Regions from separate parts of the Hordeum vulgare genome. Here all the other regions are linked to region 2. The links are chromatin contacts, called in public Hi-C maps. All regions are on one chromosome and are shown on one strand. Each heading gives the region's core, a stretch centred on a gene start, on an enhancer-like site or on the middle of the called end of the contact. The rest is flanking DNA. Distances are from core to core; before and after follow the strand shown. Region 1 holds the start of LOC123403487 (outer envelope pore protein 37, chloroplastic). Region 2 holds the start of LOC123402108 (bidirectional sugar transporter SWEET4). Region 3 holds the start of LOC123401572.

Region 1 (3,306 bases), core at 574-3,073, 480 kb after region 2:
CTGAATATGCTACAACTACTGGATATGGACATGATATTCTAGAGTTACTCACTTGTTGAAAACTTCGCAACTACCTCCACTTCTTCTGCAAAATCATCCTCTTCATTGTCAGAATCTTTTTCCTCCTCAAAGTCATCTGAATCATAGTCACTGTCCACCTCCCTTTTGGATCCTTTCTTTGTTTTATTACCAAAATCTATATCAGCCCATTCATTAAAAAGGCCATCATCATCCTTGGCAAGTTCATTATCAGAATCTACCCACTCCGACTCCCATTCACTGTCACTACTGTCAGTTTTGTCACTGCCATCACAAGTATTGTGTGCTGCCTCTTCAACCACATTTGTTCTCCTACTCCTTCTCAACTCATGTCCATGATTTTGTGGCATTGGTGGTGCATTGCTACTGCCAGCTGCATTGCTACTGCCAGCTAGAATGCTACTGCCAGCTACATTGGCAATGTTAATATCATCAAATATATTGCCAAATGACGTATCTTTGTGGTCAACATACATCTGAAAATACTGGAACTTGGGAACAACAACAATCATGCTCAATGTATCAATGTCGCAGTCCACTATCTGAAGTCCTGCATCTAGGTTCATTGTAGGGAGCAAGCAATACAAGTTGTAATTTCCTGGAGCAGCATAACCTAGCCGACTCATATAAATCGGTGAGCCACAAAGGAGACCAAGTGTCTGCTTCGCACACATCAATTCGAGCAACTTTCCCATCAACATACGTCTTTGACGCGCCAAATTCGTAAAAAAGCCCCCATAGTTGATCTCTACGATGAAAACCTCCTCAAGTGGTCCTAAGTAAAATATGATAGTCAAAATCTACCGTCGTTTAGAAAAATAATAGTAGCTAATCATGAATTGAAGAATAAAAAAATAGATGCATACAGAGCAAAACGAAGAAGAACAGACAAGAACGGAGAAGAACAAACAAGAACGGAGAAGATTAGGGTTAGGGATCCTTACCATACCGCGGAGGAGGATCGCCGGGTCGCCGCAGCTCTGGCGCCATCCTAGCGGACGCCGCCTCCCGACTAGCGCCCCCGATCAATGCCCCTGGTCGCCGTAGCAACGCCTCCGCCGCCGGCCGCCGTCAGAAATGCGAGAGAGGATTGGGATGGAACCGAGGACCAAGAAATGAGGACAAGGAAAGGGGTGGGGGCATTTGCAAACTTGCACGTCCAGCCGGGTTGCCTCCTCGGGCCCACTGTCGATGTGGCGCTGGTCAGCGCTGACCAAAGTCGCTGGAGACGAGTTTAGGACCTGGAGTGAACAACTTTAGAAACAATTAGAACTAAGGGCCTGTTTGGGACTGTTTCAATTCATCAAAACCAGCTTCACTTCATCAAATTCACTTTGAAGCAGTTTCATACAGAAGTTATAACACTATTAAGAGAATGTTTGGCTTCCATCTAGCTTCAACTTCAAAAATAGAAAATCTGGTGGAAAGAATCTATTTGATTGGTTGAGGGAAAAGAAATGAAGAGGTATCCACTTACTCGTGGCAGTGGTGGGTAATTTCCCCCCAACTCCAGCTTCTAGAGTTTTTTAAAGCATCCTCTAAGGAGCTTCATAAAAACTTTGAAGTTCTATCTCAAATTCTATTTTTTTATGGAGTGACATATCGTGAAGCTACCCCGTTTGACTTGCCTTTTTTAAAGCAAAGCTGAATTTTAAGAAAAAATATCAATTCCAAATAACAAAAAATTAGGACCCAAATAAGACTTCTGAAAAAGAATAGGACCGCCAATGCATTTAACTCATTCCCATTCTCAAGTCCCAAGCCCTCCGCAGTCCCGCAGTCCGCACCCCAGGCCCCACAAGTTTCCCACTTCCCTCTTCCTCCATTCGATTCTTCACACCGCTCACCCCGCCGCTTCCCTCGCTTCCTCCGCCCATGGCCGCCGCCACCGCCACCACTTCCTCCTCCCCGTCCACCCCCAAGAACCCTAACCCTTTCAATCTGCCTCCATGGCTCCGCTGCCCCCTCACCTTCCTCTGCCCGCCCCCTTCCCCTCCCCCGCCGCCCCCTCCTCCGCCTCCCCCACCACCCCCGCCCCCGGAGCCGACGGTGGTGGCTCCAGCGCAGCGGTACAGGAGGCCGGGGCTGCGGGTGACCACGGAGTACGACAGCGAGGAGGCCTTGTTTGCGCACAAGGTGTCCTGCAAGCTCGCGGGGGGTCTCGCCAAGCTGCGGCTGTCATTCCAGAGCGACCAGCAGGGCCACGGAGAGGACCCGCGGCAGCTCTTCGGGGCGCCGGTGCTGTCGTTCGTTACCAAGCACTTCTCCGCGATGTATGACGTCGAGGGCCGCAACGCGCTGCTCCGTGGTAACGCTTCGCTCCCCGGTGGCGCCGTCCAGCTTCGCGCCTCGCACGATGTCAAGGTTCCAATTGCATCTCCATGTCAACGTTGGTTTGTCACTCAATTCGCGTTGAAGGACATGTGATGTCTGTGTGTTTATGTGTTCGTTTTTGTCGCTTTTGTCGATGGAAAGTCTATTTATATATTCTTTTCACTCACTGATAAAGTTTCACACCTTTAGTCTCCTGAGTTTGTTCTGCTACTGGTACCTACATACTTCTTTCTTTCTTTCTATAATGGCATCCTGTTTTATTCTCAGGAGCAAGAAGGAGAAGTTTCAGTAATAACTAGGTTGGGTGACCCGTCTTATAGACTCGAGATATCATCTTTGGTGCCTTACAATGGTTTGGTGAGTACATACATTCATGTCTCCTTTTTCTATGTTTCATTGATTAGAATAAATGTATTGTGGTGTTGAGGAATCCCAACAAGGTTCATTTTCTACCTTAAAATACAAATTTGATCATTGTTAGCACAAAACGTATTATAGTCGTCACTCCTTTATTACTCGGAAATTATTTATGCCACTTGAGATGAAGGAGTGTAATTTGCTATTATATTGAAAAGATTGAATACTCTTAAAATGTTTGCAAAAGTTGGTCGGAAAGTCCATGTTGTTTAGTAACTTACAGCTTACAACTGTACTCTGTTGTTTTACTCCTGTATGCAGTAGAGTCTGCACGATATTTGAGGCCACCTATATCCAGATCGTAGCTCCTTTAGGTGCTATTTCAGACTTTAAACATTAGCTATTGTGTTGAAAGCACTAAGCTGTCGTATACTGTTTTTAAAGGTTTTATATGAAATCATGTGCCATATGTTTCATTTCTATATTTGTTGTTTATATTCAGTAGACCATGTGTCCTAATGCTGAAAGATGTTTGTGAACTGTAGACATATGTTCTTAGCAACAAGAATCCATGCA
Region 2 (3,448 bases), core at 590-3,089:
TAAAATCCTCATACATAAGGCATTGAACCATTTCCTTGCCCAATTTAAGCTTGTTTTTGCATGTAGCATTCTTCATGACTGGATCTTAGAATGGGGTCATGAAGAGTTGTGCCAGAAAAGAATGATGTGACGACTGGTGGTGTTGAGTCTGCCACTGATGTGAAGGCACATGACAATGAAAATTGAAGAGCACAAGATTGAAGTGAACTAACACAATGTGGCTAACAGAGGTAACACAAAGATCATCGTCGTCAGCATCATTATCATCATCTGCAGCACATCTACAAGAAGAAGAGCTTCCCCTTGATTCACATTGATGATTTTTTTTCCGTTGAGCCATATAACTGTTAGTTTGGCATTTTCATGTTAGTAGTTAACACGAATAACCGGTTGTAAAGTAGTTAGGAAAAACCGACAAACTGCCATTTGTTAGTAGATAGGATTGAAATGATATTCAATTGGTACTACCTATCTATGTACTACTTGCTCAGTTCCTTTATATAAAAAGTGTATTTATTTTTTGATAAAATTTTATAATGTAAGGTGCATGTATTCTAAATCCTCGTGATTTCCTTTTTAGCACTCTAAAAAATAAAAAAATAAAAAGTATCTATCTCCTGATTGCGTGTATCTCTCTTTGTATCAAAAAAGGAAAGCTATCTCTCGCTCGATTGCATGTATCTCTTACTTTTATGAACTCAGTGATTTACTTGCCATAAACCAACAAATTTACCAAGGGTAATTTTATCATAGGACTTCTATAATTATATGCCTTGGTCACCGTGTTGAAAATAATAGACATACATAAAGAAACAGGGGGAGTACGGAAAGTCTTCTTTTGCTTCCAAGCTTATTTGAGCTCGGGATGAACAGTAGAATTAAAAAAATGAAAAATCATTCAAAATATTCTGATTTTTTAATGCAAAAATTGACAAAAGTTTTCTATGCTCACAAAACATCATCTTGAAAAGACATTTGTGGATGTCGTGCAAAAAAACAAAATCAACACCCTAAAATGCTTTTGAAAATAACACATTTGGAGTATCGATTCTTTTGCCACGATTTCCACGAATGTGATTTTAATATGAAATGTTGGGAGCGCGTAATTTTTTGGTCAATGTGTGTACCAAAAAAATTCTGAATTGGTTGAATTAGTCATGAATTTTTCCGAATTTTACTGTTCATCAGGTTCAAATGAGGTCGAGCTCAAAAACTCCACTTCCCGGAAGTACTACATATCTATGTATTACGCAAAATCATCACTCATAGGAAGGGGTGACCATAACATTAGGCCAGAAGCAACCAGACATCATATGTAACTGCATCCTCACACTCTCAAATGATGCCAACCAAACACCATGTACGAAACGACCTCGTGATGCAATGCGGGCAGACAACCAAAACTTAACATGATTTAGTGTCCCTATATCATCTCAACCAAAATACACAGCGCCAAAATGGGCAGAGGGAACCAAAGACTATTGATGCCCAGCGGGGGTAGCTTGGGTTGCTCCGGGACCAAGAATGCGAATATCTACCAAAGTCGAAATGAGCAACCCAGCATTTCTAAAAATCCTGTGGAAAGAAAAAGTAGTACGACCAGCCCACACGGCTGGCTGCTGGGCCACCGCACATCGGGGTTGTTATAGAGAGAGAAACGCGCAGAGAGAGATAGAGAGAGAGAGATAGAAAGAGGCGTATGCAAAAGGCCGCCGCGGTGTGCATGAGAGAGAGCGCGGCGGATAGAGATAGAGACGGGGACGCCGCTGCGGGGCCCACGGGTCAGCAGCCCCCGCTCTATTTAAGGACCCCGTTTGGTGTTTTCTTGAGATCATTCACTCATCAAACGCACCGCAGAGGGACAGAGAGAGAGGGTCCGCTGTACTTGCATCCTTCCCTGCCCCCCCCCCCCTCCCCCTCCTCCTCCCTTCCAGAAATCCACATCCGAGACGCTCTTCTAGATCAGTTCCTTGGTGCGGTTAACCTCTCGCCGGAAGCCGCCATGGTGTCGCCCGACGCTATCCGCACGGTCATCGGCGTCATAGGTGCGTGCGTCCGTCCGTCCCCGTCGCTCCACGCTCTCCCCGACTCTCTGCTGCATACGCATGTGCTCCTGCACTGCAGCGAAAATCATGTGGTGGATGGTACCGCACGGGGTCGTACGGGGTGGCGCTGTTGCCTTGCCTCCCCCTGATGCTCTTTTTGTTTCTCGCCGCTTTGCGCGTGTCCTCTTCACGGACTTTTGCTCCCTTCTAGTGCAAGCGAGCATCCCGAATCGTGATTTGTTCGGCAGTTTCCTCCTTCGTGCTTGTTCATCGTCCGAGATCTACTTCTGACGTTGCTGTTTTGGGGTTTGTTGTGTGTGTCTCTCTTGCAGGCAATGGAACCGCCTTGGTGCTCTTTCTATCCCCAGTGTAAGCACCGCCTAAAACTACATGCTCTTAAATAAGTGTATCTTCATTTAATTCGCCGGATAAAATGGATTCCGGAATTAATTGTGCTGAGCAAGGAGCGAGAATTACATGATGCAAATCCGTGAGAATGCGGAGATCTGCGCCGCAATGATTTTGTAGTACCCCTTTTTTCTGATCGAAACAGTTTAGGTATCTCTTCTGTTCGAATGAAAAACCTGACCAGTGAAAACACTTGCCAACTGCGAATTCCAGGCCGACGTTCTACCGAATCTGGAAGAAGAAGACGGTGGAGCAGTACTCGGCGGTGCCGTACCTCGCGACGCTGCTCAACTGCATGATGTGGGTGCTCTACGGGCTCCCGCTGGTGCACCCGCACAGCATGCTCGTCATCACCATCAACGGCACCGGCATGGTCATCGAGCTCGCCTACATCGCGCTCTTCCTCACCTACTCCGTCGGCGCCGCCCGCCGCCGAGTCCTTATCCTGCTGGTCGCCGAGGTCGCCTTCGTCGGCGGGGTCGCCGCGCTCGTCCTCTCCCTCGCCCACACCCACGACCGCAGGTCCATGGTCGTCGGCATCCTCTGCGTCCTCTTCGGCACCGGCATGTACGCCGCGCCGCTCTCCGTCATGGTACGCGTCGCCATCACTCCCACGGTCTCACCTACAAAGTACAAACTAGTAGTACAGTATTGGAGTGAGATTTGGTGGTGGTATTTTATTGATTGATCTTAGTCCAGTGGGTGATTGTCGGCGTCAGAAGATCAGGCGAGGAGATGATTAATTAACTGCTGTTCGAATGAGAATAACCATAGGAAAAGAACGCTGGATTAGTCTATAGTAATTTGATTGACCAACGTCTGCTCTTGGTTCTGGGTGGAGAATAGAATACGCGAGTACACGCATGCGTAATCCTGTCGTTTCTCTCTATCTAGTACAGTACACTAGTAGCTGTATTCTTTTCGGCTATCTCGCTACTACTTTGAACGGCGCAAATATTCTTTTCTGAAGAATTTTTTTTATATATCACGTACGT
Region 3 (3,443 bases), core at 866-3,365, 340 kb after region 2:
TGGCGTGCCGGTCGGTTGGACGTGGCTAGAAGCTGAAGGTGGGGCTGGGCGTTGCCGGTGGCGGTTGCAGCGGCGGCGTTCAGCCCGGATCCGGTCTTTGAGGTGGCCACGGCTAACCCGAATCCGACCATGGTGGTGGCGGCGTCCCCTCCGCCGGGGATGACGGGCCAGGTGGTGGGTCTTTGTGACGGCACCGGTGACGGCGGATCTTGGGATCCCGGGACCGGGCTCGTCGCAGGATCCGGTACTGGCTGCGAGTCGGGGAGACATAGTTGCCGGTGAAAACCGAGCCGACGGCGGACGATGGCGGCGTTCTGCGCCGTTACCTTAATGAAGGCTTCGTCTTGTAACTAGTGTCGATCCACTCGTGCTGCTCGAGGGGAAACCTTAGGATCTGGTTTTCCAGATCGGATGATGGCGACATTGCGGTGTCGTTCCTCTCTAGGAAGCATCGTTTGTGGAGCAGTGCTGGAAGACACAGGCAGGAGGTGGAGCGTCTTCGTCCTGCACGGAGCTTCGGTGGTGATGTCAGGTCATGCCTGGCCAACAGGTGCTACGCTTTGTCATGCCTGTTCGGCAGGTGCTACGCACGACAGATCTTATAGAGTCTTCGCATCTGGATGGACGAGCGCGGGGAGGTGGCGCCGTTGGGCGCCGTGGTGGCGTTGACGGATGGCCGGACTGACAAGGATGATGCGGATTTCTCTCCTGAAGATGGGTCAGCAGTTCGATGATGATGGCGGCTTCTAAAACGTGTGCATGTGGTATACGCTTTAGGTCTGCTACGCCGGCTGTTAGTTCCGATACGTTATGTGAATGGATCGGCGACGACACCGGTTTTAGATATGGGGAGTGAGAGCACTCCACATTATCGCTTTTGTAGGTGTGAGTGGGGGCTTCGGGTGGCTTGATGTATGTTCTTGTCAGACCTTTGTTGAATAAGTAATAAAGATGGTTGTATGCATCGATTGATGCAGAGGCCGGGGGGTCTTAACCTCCTTTTCTAAAAAAATGCAGAACCAGATAATATAGACAAGAGGCCTTCAAGCCAATTATATACACTATTTTGAACTAATCATCAACTTTATCCAAGCTGGACGACTGCATGGGTAAAGAGTGGCTGAGCCAGGTTGCTTTAACTTGATAATCCACACTAGAGTCACCCTTCATCTCGGAATGAAACCATGATGCTTGACCAAAGCTAAACAAATTCCCTTTAGGCAAAAAGTTAGCTTTCAAGCATGTCCTTTTTCCATATTCACTGATAAGCTAAATCAGCATGCCAAAAGACCAGCCCGAGACCAACAATGGTAGCGTACTAGTGATGAAGATATGTGTGTCGAAAACCTCTTTCTGTCGAAAACCTCTTTCATTATGCCCTCTATGAGCTAGCAGAAAGCCAGCGTCCATCTCCAAAATAGGATAGCGAAAGAAGAAAAAGCAAGCTATGTAGTATGGCGATTCGGTGACAACAATCATAGGTTACATGTTCTCAGGCGCCACCTAAAATCACACGCATTAAGCAGCTATAGAAAAGCAACGCAGCAGATAAATCTAAGAAGGGCATGAGAACGTCACACCGTCAGCCTTCCAGCTAATCCCACCGAAACCACCACATGAATGCTCCAGAGCATACCGGTACCAAAATCCCAGGAAATGGCCGAATCCAAGGCAGGCAGCTCCCAGCCTCCGCGCCAGAGGTGCCCCAGATCACAAGAGGCCACCTCATCTCGCAAGAGATTCAACCAGGCCGAGGTCCAATCCCACACTCCGAATGCGATTCTGGGTAAGCGCGGCCCGAATCGAAAAATGGCAAGAAGCTGCAGGAGCCTCGTGGAATGGAAAGAAAGGCGAATGCGGGAGGTGTTGACCTGTGCACGGGAGGCGTGTATCTCTTGATGCTGTCCGGGTTGGTATCCGCCATGGCAGCAGCTCGGGCCCTGGGAGGCGCGGAGGGGGAGGGAGGAAGAAGGAGCGGGCGGTGGATGGGGTTGCTTCCTTCCTCCTCCTGCCCAGCCCGGCTGCCGCCCTCTTTCTTCCACCCTCCGTCTCCGTGCCCTGCCCTGCCCTACCCTGACGAGAGATGCAAAAGAGGGAGGAACAAAGGGGCGAAGATGGGGGGCCCGGGCCGGGGGTGTGGGTGTGGGTGGGGAAAGCGGGAGTGCTTTCCGCGGTAATGTCTCGATTCCGGGAAACTGGTCACTAACGAGTGGGACCTTAGAATTGCGCCGTGACACTATTGTAAATAAGTCCAAAACAAAATATCCAAAGTTTTCTTTTCTTGAGGGACAAAAGATCCAAGGTTTGTGAGGTGAAAATACCCAAAGAGACATCTATATACCTATACCTACCTAATAATAAAGAGGCAATTGCTTCCGTCGGAAAACTCACCGCTGCATTTTTATTAAAAAAACTGTAAGCAAAAATTATACCCGTACGCATCGCCTCCTCCCGTCGACCCTAGGCCACCCTGGCCTGTGCCCAGGCCGCCGCCACACCACTCGTCGTCGCGGCCGACCTCAACCGCCACCGCTGCCGATCTCAACCCACCCGCCTCCGCGGCCGTACCTCTCCCCGCTCACTGCCCCCGTTGTGCCGCTCGAGCGCATCGCGTCGACCCTGGTCCACCCTGGCGTGTGCCCAGGCCGCTGCCACACCACTCGCCGCCGCGGCCGACCTCAACCACCACTGTTGTCGATCTCAACCCACCCGCCTCCGCGGTCGTACCTCTGCCCGCTTGTTGCCCCCATTTCGACGCTCGAGGACAGTTTCTGGATCAAATCTACGCGACAACTACAGTGACTGGGGATGATGCGTCTGCTCGATGCAGAACGGCGGCGGCGAGGCGGAGCGAAGTACTTGCAGGTGGAGGCGGGCCTCCATGGCTCACAGGGGAACTCCGAGGTTATGGCGCGGCAACGGCGACTCCTTATGGCCAGATAGAGGCGCCTAACCCTTGCTCCCCTCATTGTATCCCCTCCTCCGGCAGAAACTCATCATCCGGTGAGATCCCCTCTCCATGCCTCCAACCGTCTGCCAAGCACCGGCAAGAAATTTTGTTTTGTGGGGATTTATTTGTTGATGAATGAATGTATTGAATGTAAGATTGTATTGTTGTAGAGATAGAGAATGGAACACGACCTTCAGTTTGTCATCTGATCCCACATTCTCTACCCCATGAGTGAAATAAGATAACAGTCCATTGATCAATTCACGTAGCCTCTTTGTTTTGCTTTGCTTGCCCCGCTCAATTTCTCATCATGTGGAATTAACAATGGATGGGTTGATTTCTCAACAAAATAGGATAGGACTGACTACATTAGTTAGTTAGCTTATTATTTTAATAAATCAAAATGATTATAAAAATATTAAAAGCATGTGGTATTTTTTTCTCCCGTTGCAACGCACGGGCCCTTTTGCTAGTTACTCTAACAAAATTTAAA

What was found. A called contact is a pair of places that touch in the nucleus more often than the background predicts.
Region 1: a Hi-C map of leaf shows a contact between it and region 2, with 2.0 times the contacts expected there. The contact joins the promoter of LOC123403487 here to the promoter of LOC123402108 in region 2. A contact is called at or near these places in 2 of 6 Hi-C or Micro-C datasets (leaf and seedling) and 1 of 1 datasets of contacts at active chromatin or transcription factors (embryo).
Region 3: a Hi-C map of seedling shows a contact between it and region 2, with 5 times the contacts expected there. The contact joins the promoter of LOC123401572 here to the promoter of LOC123402108 in region 2. A contact is called at or near these places in 1 of 6 Hi-C or Micro-C datasets (seedling) and 1 of 1 datasets of contacts at active chromatin or transcription factors (embryo).

The regions. Positions count from the first base shown.
Region 1 is chr6H:349,043,274-349,046,579 of MorexV3_pseudomolecules_assembly, reverse strand. It overlaps LOC123403487 (outer envelope pore protein 37, chloroplastic), which reads left to right and starts at 1,823. Exons shown (of 6, transcript XM_045097421.1): 1 at 1,823-2,403; 2 at 2,641-2,730. The coding sequence starts at 1,915.
Region 2 is chr6H:349,524,600-349,528,047 of MorexV3_pseudomolecules_assembly, reverse strand. It overlaps LOC123402108 (bidirectional sugar transporter SWEET4), which reads left to right and starts at 1,839. Exons shown (of 5, transcript XM_045095988.1): 1 at 1,839-2,045; 2 at 2,378-2,414; 3 at 2,667-3,045. The coding sequence starts at 2,003.
Region 3 is chr6H:349,188,343-349,191,785 of MorexV3_pseudomolecules_assembly, reverse strand. LOC123401572 reads right to left here and starts at 2,115. Exons shown (of 6, transcript XM_045095398.1): 1 at 1,872-2,115. The coding sequence starts at 1,924.